Regions from separate parts of the Ovis aries genome. Here region 2 is linked to region 1. A link is a contact called in public Hi-C data. All regions are on one chromosome and are shown on one strand. Each heading gives the region's core, a stretch centred on a gene start, on an enhancer-like site or on the middle of the called end of the contact. The rest is flanking DNA. Distances are from core to core; before and after follow the strand shown. Region 1 holds the start of SNAI1 (snail family transcriptional repressor 1). Region 2 holds the start of PEDS1 (plasmanylethanolamine desaturase 1).

Region 1 (4,145 bases), core at 510-3,009:
GTGGGAGTAGGGGTGGGCTAGGGGAGGGTGGAGCAGGGTGGGCCCCTTCACACCTGGCCCCAACAGCAAGGTGTTGTTTATACCTTTCCCATATCCAGCTCCAACCCATTTGGCTGAGAGGAACTGAGCCTGCTGAGGGACATGTAAAAGTTATCTACTCAGCCCGAGTGCTTAGCTGATGAATGATGGCATGTTTCTGCCAAACTTCAGAGCCAGGCCTCCCGGAACTCTCGAGCTAGGTGTCAGGAGACGGCGGGGGCCTCGGTTCCCACAATCTGAAAGTAACAGCAAAGCCCATCTTACAAGCGCTGGCAGCGAAGGCAGAGAGAATGGGGGCTGGGGGTGAGGTGGGACTCACCGGTGTGGGTCCGGACGTGGCCCTGCAGCAGCCAGGGCCTGGAGAAGGCCTTCCCGCAGGTGCTACAGACGCAGGGCAGCGTGTGGCTCCGGATGTGCATCTTGAGGGCACCCAGGCTGACGTACTCCTTGTTGCAGTATTTGCAGTTGAAGGCTTTGCGAGACTGGGGGTCCTTGGCCACGGAGAGCCCGGTCAGCTGCTTGGGCAGCTGGCCCAAGCCTGGGAAGGCAGCATAGCCCTCAGCCTCCAAGGAGGAGGCTGAAGTGGACGAGAAGGACGAAGGAGCCGGCGAGGGTGGGCTGGGGGGCTGGGAGCCTTTCCCGCTGTCCTCGTCGGACAGGGAGGTCAGCTCGCCAGCCTTGGGGATCTCCTGGGGCAGGAGAGAAGCCCAGCTGATGGGCTGGGCTTGGGGCGCCAAGAGAGAGTCCCAGATGAGTGTCGGCAAGGAGGCGGTGGGATTGAGGACCTCGGGCGGCGGGATGGCTGCCAGCAGGTGGGCCTGGTCGTAGGGCTGCTGGAAAGTGAGCTCTGAGCAGGGGACAGAGAAGAGGGCAAGGTCAGGCGTGAGCTCAGTCAGCCAGCAGACATCAGCCTGATGTGGGCCAGGAGCTGAACGGGGCTAGCACTCAGGGCTTATCAGATGAATACCAGATTCACTACTAGGACCGGCAGTCTGAGCCCCTCTTCACCCAGGTCACCTGGTTCTCCCTCTTCCGGGAAGAATCCCCCTTCCCTAGCTCCGACTCAAGGGGGTCATTTCCACATCTCCATCCTCCTGAGGTACCCAAGTACCCAGCTTGAGGCCAGACCCCAGCATCCTGGCCCCTCGTCTCCTCAGCTGCCAAGGCACCACACCCCTGTCCCAGGCCCCCTTCCATACACATTTCTTCTCCCACACCCTCCCCCAAATCCCCTGGACTCTTTCGGAGCCCTCGGCCCGGCGTCTGTCCAGATAGAAGGCTCCTCTTCTCACTTTTGGGAGGGGCGCCCCTCTTCTCTGCGGCTGCTAAGTTTCCGTTTCCTCAGCCCAAGACCACCGCCCTCCAAAAACCCTCTCCACATCTCCCGGACCCACCTGACCCGAGCTTATCCGCACCCAGGCTCTATTCTTTGACTCGACTCTCGCCCCTCGACTTCGTCCCCAAGCCCCCTGCTCCTCCAATGCTCTCCCCATGCAGCCTTCGCTTGCCTCCCCCGAACTCCCCAGGGGTCCGGTCCCCTCACCTGGAGAAGAGTCGTGCAGCTCACTGTAATTGGGTCTCCGGCGGGAGCCCGCAGACTTCCTGACGAGGAAAGAGCGCGGCATGGTGGCCGAAGCAGCGGGTGGTGGGGGGGGGGGGTCTCCCCGGTCGCGCCGGGATCGCAAAGCTCTCCACCCACGACGCCGTGCAGCTGCGCTGTGAGTGGAGACGGGCCGCCGATTCCCTTAAGTACGCCAGTCGCGGGTGGGCGTGGCCCGTCCCAGTCACGCCCCTTTGTCACCTCCGCGCCAATCGAGACGCGCCTTCGCCAGCGGCCCCGCCCCGAGCAGGTGCGCTGGGGGCTGGCGGGGCTCGCGCCGCGTGGCGCTGGAAGCCGGGCGGGGCCGCGCGGACGCCGGGCCTCGGGCGCGTGCATGGGCGCCTGGCGGCGGGCTGCCGGGGGCGGGGCGCTGGGAACCCCTGGACGAGGCGGGACCCCTCTTCAGGACTCGGGCGCCCGGGCCGGCTCGGCGCGGCAGGCTCTCCCGCCTCTGGCGCCCCCTGGCGCCACGCGCCACGGCTCTGGGCACCTGACTTTCGGAGACCGCCACCTCACGGGGCGGGGGGTGCCTTCGCCCGTAGAGTGCCCCGCAGAGAGCGTGGGATTGACCAGGGGCAGCACACAGTTCGGGGGCGGAGAGAAGCAATGGATCCCTCCACGTGGCTGCTGACAGTGTGCCATGCCACGGCCCTTTTTTTTTTTTTTTTTGCAAAGCAAACGGGCATCAGCTAGAAAAACGCACATACTGACTGTGTGCCCACTAACGAACCAGGCACCACTCCCGGCGCTGGGGGGGATACAACCCTGAACAAAACACTCGGGGTCTCTGCTGAAGGGCCGCTCTCCCAGTCACGTGGGGGAGACAGGCGAAGTCAACAGGCAATTCCAATGCAGAGGGAAGTGCATTTCGATGGGTTGGGGGGGGGTGGGGTGGGGACCACAGGGCACTGTGACAGTCAAGAGGCGGGTCACTTGACCAAGGGTCGGGGCAACTTCCCAGAGGAAGTGAAGAAAATGCCGAGGGGAAAGGCCTGAGGTTAGAGGCAGTAACCATCTCAGAGTCATTGAGAGCCTCTCTCAGGATGGGGGTGGGGTGGGCAGGGCGGCAGGGTCAGGGCCTGGAGGAGTCTGGACTTTGCTCCAGGGGCCCTGGAGAGCCGAGGAGGGACCTGTTTGGAGTTTGGTTGAGAAAGATTACTCTGGGCAGGTGGGAGAAAGAAGTGGGGAAGGGCGGAGCTCAGGTAGTTGCCTCACTCGTCTGGGGTCATTGAAACTGTGTCTAAAGGACCTAAGGCTAGGCTCCACCAGGGGTTCACTGACTGATTCAGCTGTGGGCTGGGCCCAGGGGAGGGACTGACTTCACCCCCAGCTCTCCTCTGAGCCCACTGACTGTGAGAGCCACTCCTGTCCTGGACTGGGGATGGGGCACAGGCCTAAATCCGAAGGTCTCTTCAACTTGTTTCCACCTGTGGAAACCTGTTAAGTCCCTCCACTCACCACCCTGCATGAGAGCAGGGACAATTGTCTGGATCCTTAGATGCTGTGAACAAAACAATCAACCTTTCCCTGTTCTAGCTGGGGAGAGGGGGAGGCGGGGGAGACAGGCCACACACAGTCACTACAAAGAATACGGCCTCCTGTACGTCTGTTTACTTCCCATCGTGATTTTCCACCTACATCCAGAGGAAGGAGTAACGCCGTGTCCCTCTGCTTCAAACCTCCTGTGTCCCTATCTCACGCAGAGCAGAAGCCGAATTCTTCACCACTGCCCTCCACCTGCTGACCTGACCTCTGCTGCACTTATCTTGAGCCGCTCTGCCCCTCCCCCTGCACAAAGATCCACCGCCCTCTTTCTGTTCCTCCACATCCCAGCCCTTGGCACCTGCCGCTCAACTTCCCTGACCCCCTGAGATCTCTCTTCCGCAGGATCTTTACCAGAGAGTCTCTTTCTGTCTTTGTTTCAGCAGGAACTTCGCAACTGTTCAGCCTCATGAGTAAGGAGAGAAATGCAAATTAAAACCACAATGAGATACTATTTCACGCCCATCAGAAAGATAAAAAGTTAAAATTTGGTCATAGCAAGTGTTGAGGATGGGAGAGCAGGAGGACTTTGGTTCCATGCAGGGAGAGTGTCCTGGGTATGAGCCACTTTGGGAAAGTTTAGCATCAGCGAAGAACAGGTGACTCTCCTAGCATTCTACTCCCGGGCCTGCTGCATCCCAGCGGTTCTTAGCCCTGGCGGCAGATCCCCTCAGGGAACACCAAAGCCTGGGCCCCACCCTTGCAGCCCTTCTGATTCAATTACTCTGGGTGAGACCCTTTGGTAGTAGCATTTTTGAAAACTCCTCAGGTGATTCTAGTGAGCAGCCAAGGTTGAGAACTGCTGCCCAGCTCTAAACCCAGAAGAAATGAGAATATTTCTTGCACCCTCGTTCATAATAGGAAACAAACAAACAAACTGGAAACAACCCAAATGTTTATCAACAGTAGAAAGGATTAATAAACTGTAATTAGTAAATTACAGTCCTATAATGGGATACTATAC
Region 2 (4,087 bases), core at 77-2,576, 150 kb before region 1:
GTGGTATATACAAAGAAACAGAAAAGGGGCGTGGGTCTGGCAAGGATTGTAGCCGCCCAGGGTGGGAACGCCCAGGAAACACTCCTGGGGTGACTGACTTTTCCTAGCACCCGGACAATCCAGGGCTTAAACCTTGAGAACAAGGATGGAGCCTCCAAGAGACAGAATGGGGTCTTAACCTCCCCTCCCTGTTCCCCCACCTCTTGAACACTCTTAGCTCCCATTTGGCGGGGGACGCGGTGTGGAATTTATGTGAGCAATTACTGCGTACTTTGTAGTCGGTTAGACCGGCCGAGTTCCTGCTGAGGTAATAAATTCATTTGAGACTTAATTCACTCCATAAGCATTTCCTCGAGCCCTTTGGGAAGATCTCCTTGGGGAAGGAGGAAGCTACCCACTCCAGTATCCCGGCCTGGAGAATTCCATGGACTGTATAGTCCATGCGGGTCTCAAAGAGTCGGACACGACTGAGGGACTTCCACTTCACTTCACTTAGGCTGACAGGGACGTGGGAGAACGGCTGTGAACTCAGCAAGTCTTAGCCCTGGGGAGCTTGCTTTCTGGGGAGGGGGGAGCCTGGCACCGTCCGTTCCGACGAGCACTGGGAAGGCGAGGTGATGTCACAGTGACCGGAGAAGGGGGCACCTCCGGGCGCTGCGGTGACAGGGGCCTCTGAGGAGGCCACCCAGCTCCGGACTGTGAGTAAAAAACACCCTGCGGTCGAGCTCTTGGCCCGGCGCCCAACAGATAGTCAGCGCTCACCAAATCTGACAGAGACTCTTATCACTTTCCTGTCTCCTCCCTCCGAGGGACACTGCCCCCACCCCCTGGTCAGGCTTGTCCCCGGGGGCACCGCGCGAGCGGGGCCCACGGTGAGGGGCGACGCTCGGGGTCTTCGGAGACCCTGAAACCGGCCCCGGCCAGGGACCCTCCAAACGGGGCCTCCCCTCCCCGGCCAGGGGACCCTCCCCGCGCGTCCCCTGCCCGTCACAGACGCCGGCCTGGGAGTGCCCAAGAGACGGCCGCTCAGACCTCGGCCCTCGGCACCGGGGGCACCGCGGGGGTAAACACAGCCCTCCCGGAGCCGTCAGCGCGCTCGGACCCACAGTGCGGCGGCGACGTGCAGAGAAGCGCGAGCAGCCGAGACGCGCCGCAGCCCGGCTCTTCCGTACGCTGCGGACCCGCCCCTCGCGCGCCGCGGTTGGCTGCGGCTCGGCGGCCGCTGATTGGCTGGCGCGGCCCCCGGCGCGCGCCCCCATTGGCTGTGACGCCCGGCCGGGCGAGACCCCCGTCGGCGCCGCGGCCGCGCCCGGGGCCGGGCCGTCATTGGGCGGCGTGATCTCGCCGCGGTTCCGCGGCCCTGCCGCCGCCGCCAGCGGAGCGCACCGGGCTGGCCGGGCGAGGGGCTATGGCGGGCGCCGAAGACGGGCCGGGCCAGCAGCCAGAGCTCGAAGACGATGAGGCGGCGTCCTGCCGGCGCTGGGGCGCGCAGCACGCCGGGGCCCGCGAGCTGGCCGCGCTCTACTCCCCAGGTAGGACCTCCGGCCCCCTCTCCCGGCCCGCAGTCACCAGCCAGCCTGGGCTGCGGGGCCGCGATCCTGGGTCCCCTGGATCGGAACCCCAGCCTCAGCCCCCAGTGCAGAGCTCCAGGCGCGGCTCCTAACTTGCAAGTAGCGCCCCTAAGTCTTGGGACCCCACCCCAGCGCCCCTTCCAAGCGCAAACCAGAACCCCAGCCACGGGGCTTTCTGGATGCAAAGACAGCCCCCCGGATCAAGGAGCTGCCATATCAACTCCTCGGGCTACGGACAGCTCCCATCACGCTGTCGGATCCCAATCCTAGCCCGGGGTCCCCGCGGCTGTAAAGAGCCCCTAGTCTTGGGGACCCACCACGCCAGGACCCCAAGCCGAAGGCACCCCCCCCCTCAGTGACATGTACTGGCCCCCCTCCTAAGAGTTACACCCTATCCCAGGTTCCCCAGATACAGATTTCACACCCTAGGGCCCTATCTGCACCCCTGCCGGGGCCCTGGGCTGTAGTGACTTCACCCCCCAAATCTGAGCATATCAGGTCTGCTCTGGGAACCTTAACTCAGGGGGCCCCACGTACCGAGTGCCCCAGACGCCCTTCCTCCAAAGCCCCATCCTAGATTTATAGCTTCAGTTTATAGACCCTCCCCCCTCCCCCCGCACCCCGCGAATTAACTCTCACCCTGTATTTTGAAATCCTGGGTGGTGAGGGCCTCCCTGCACACCTTCCAGTTTAAGCTTTCTCTCAAAATTTAAGCCCCAGTCCCAGCCATTTCCTCTCCCCCATGTAGATGTTTATATTAACCTCCTCCATAAGGACTTGGGGGTGTCCACAGACCAGACCGCAAACTTAGAGACCCTTGCTCTGCTTCTGCCCCCCGACAAGGTCCCGGTGTCTGCCTGCTGGGCCTACCGTTTCTGCTCTAGCAAGCAATGACCTCCACCCCCTTCTCTGACTTCCACTTGAGCCTCAGGAATCTCATTGCCAGGCCCCAGCAGAGCCAAGTGTCCCCAGGGGTAAAGAAATTGCCTTTGAGAACTCCAGAGTCAGGTGACTGGGAGGCCCCTTTGCTTGGGTGTCGCCAGCTCATCCAGCTTTATTTATTTGTCAAACATTGTGACATCTTTCCTTTTACCCCGGGGAGGGGGAGGGGGCCACCACGCATAGATATCCCTTGCCTGAGGTAAGAACGAGTCTGCCACCACCTTTGGCTTTCTGCCCTGACTGGCCAGGGTTTGCATACCATCTCTGCCATAGCTGCCTGTATGACCTGAGCTGTAGATCACCAGAGGCTTTCTGGATTTGCAGTTTCATGTTCTGAGTCTTTTTTTTTTTTTTTTCATACCTAACTTGGGCACCTGGCCCATGATGCCATAGTGCCTTTAACCTGTTCTCCCAGCACCCAGCTTGTGGACCTAAAACCTCTGGTGCTGCCTGGGGCAGCCTGGACTTAGCATCCTGACTCTGCTTCTTAACTATGTGACCTGGGCCAAGGTGCCAGCCCTCTCTGAGCCTCAGTTTCCTCACCTCTAAAATGGGTACATGATAAAGCTTATCGGTTCCTTAGTGTCACTGGGAAGGGGAAATGAGATCATCCATCTAGTGCAGTGCCTAGCATACAATAGGGAATGCCTGTTATTAATGCCATAGCCCAACCTCTCCTGTGAGTCTTGGGGTACACTGCCTCATCTCTTTGGTCCTCAGGCTCACCACCTGGAAATCCAGGGTAAGATTCAAAGGCCCCTTCCTTTGGTGTCCAGCTCCACCCGCTCAAGTAAACCCTACAGACCTTGAAATCAGAAGGGTGTTCTGAGCCTCCCCTGTGAACTCCGCTTCTCATTCCACCATGATTGCATCTTTGTCCAGTTCTGGTTTCCCCAAGTGCCCCTCACCGTCTAAAGGACAGCCCCTCAGGGATTTAAGGGAGCAGACAGTCTCCCGGTCCCCCAAACCTGCAATCAGAGGCCTTGCCTCCTCCCAACTTGGAGTTTGGGTGGGGCAAGGGGAGAGCCTGGGGAGGAGGAGTGAAGCAGAAAGAGACTGGCTTCTCTAAATTCCATAGGCCTCCCTCTGCCTGCCTCTGTCCCTTGACGTTGGGGAAGTAACTCCATCTCTCCGGGCCTGGCCTATGACGTAAGGGACCAGGGACACATGCTGAGCACTGGGACCCTTGTCCCAGTGCCTGTTCTAACCCTTGGGGGAACAGTGGTGAACAAAACAGGGAAAACAGAGTTGGGCTTTTGCAAACCCAGTAAATAAGGGAAATAGCTTACTTGTCCAGTGGTGGCAAGTACTGCGGAACAAATAGCCAAAAAGGGAGAAGTTGGGGACAGTCACATTTTAGGGGGGGCAGTTAAGGCCTCCCTGAACAGGTGACATTTGACCCAAGACCAGAAGGGAGGGACGCCTGAAGATATTTGAGGAAGGATGGGTCCAGGCCAGGGACACAGCAAGTGCAGAGGCCCTGAGGTTAGGAGCGAGCCTGAAGTGTTTGCGGGAGACTGAGGCGGCCCGCGGGCTGGAGCAGAGGGAACCAGGGCTGAGTCGGGAAGGGTTCT

The links. Hi-C and Micro-C count contacts between places; a contact is called where the count stands out from the background.
Region 2: a contact with region 1 is called in a Hi-C map of liver, with 5 times the contacts expected there. The contact joins the promoter of PEDS1 here to the promoter of SNAI1 in region 1. A contact is called at or near these places in 11 of 16 Hi-C or Micro-C datasets (blood, hypothalamus, liver and 5 more).

What each region holds. Positions count from the first base shown.
Region 1 is chr13:78,050,024-78,054,168 of ARS-UI_Ramb_v3.0, reverse strand. SNAI1 (snail family transcriptional repressor 1) reads right to left here and starts at 1,759. Exons shown (of 3, transcript XM_004014881.4): 1 at 1,583-1,759; 2 at 359-886. The coding sequence starts at 1,664.
Region 2 is chr13:78,195,085-78,199,171 of ARS-UI_Ramb_v3.0, reverse strand. PEDS1 (plasmanylethanolamine desaturase 1) reads left to right here and starts at 1,326. Exons shown (of 6, transcript XM_004014882.5): 1 at 1,326-1,532. The coding sequence starts at 1,409.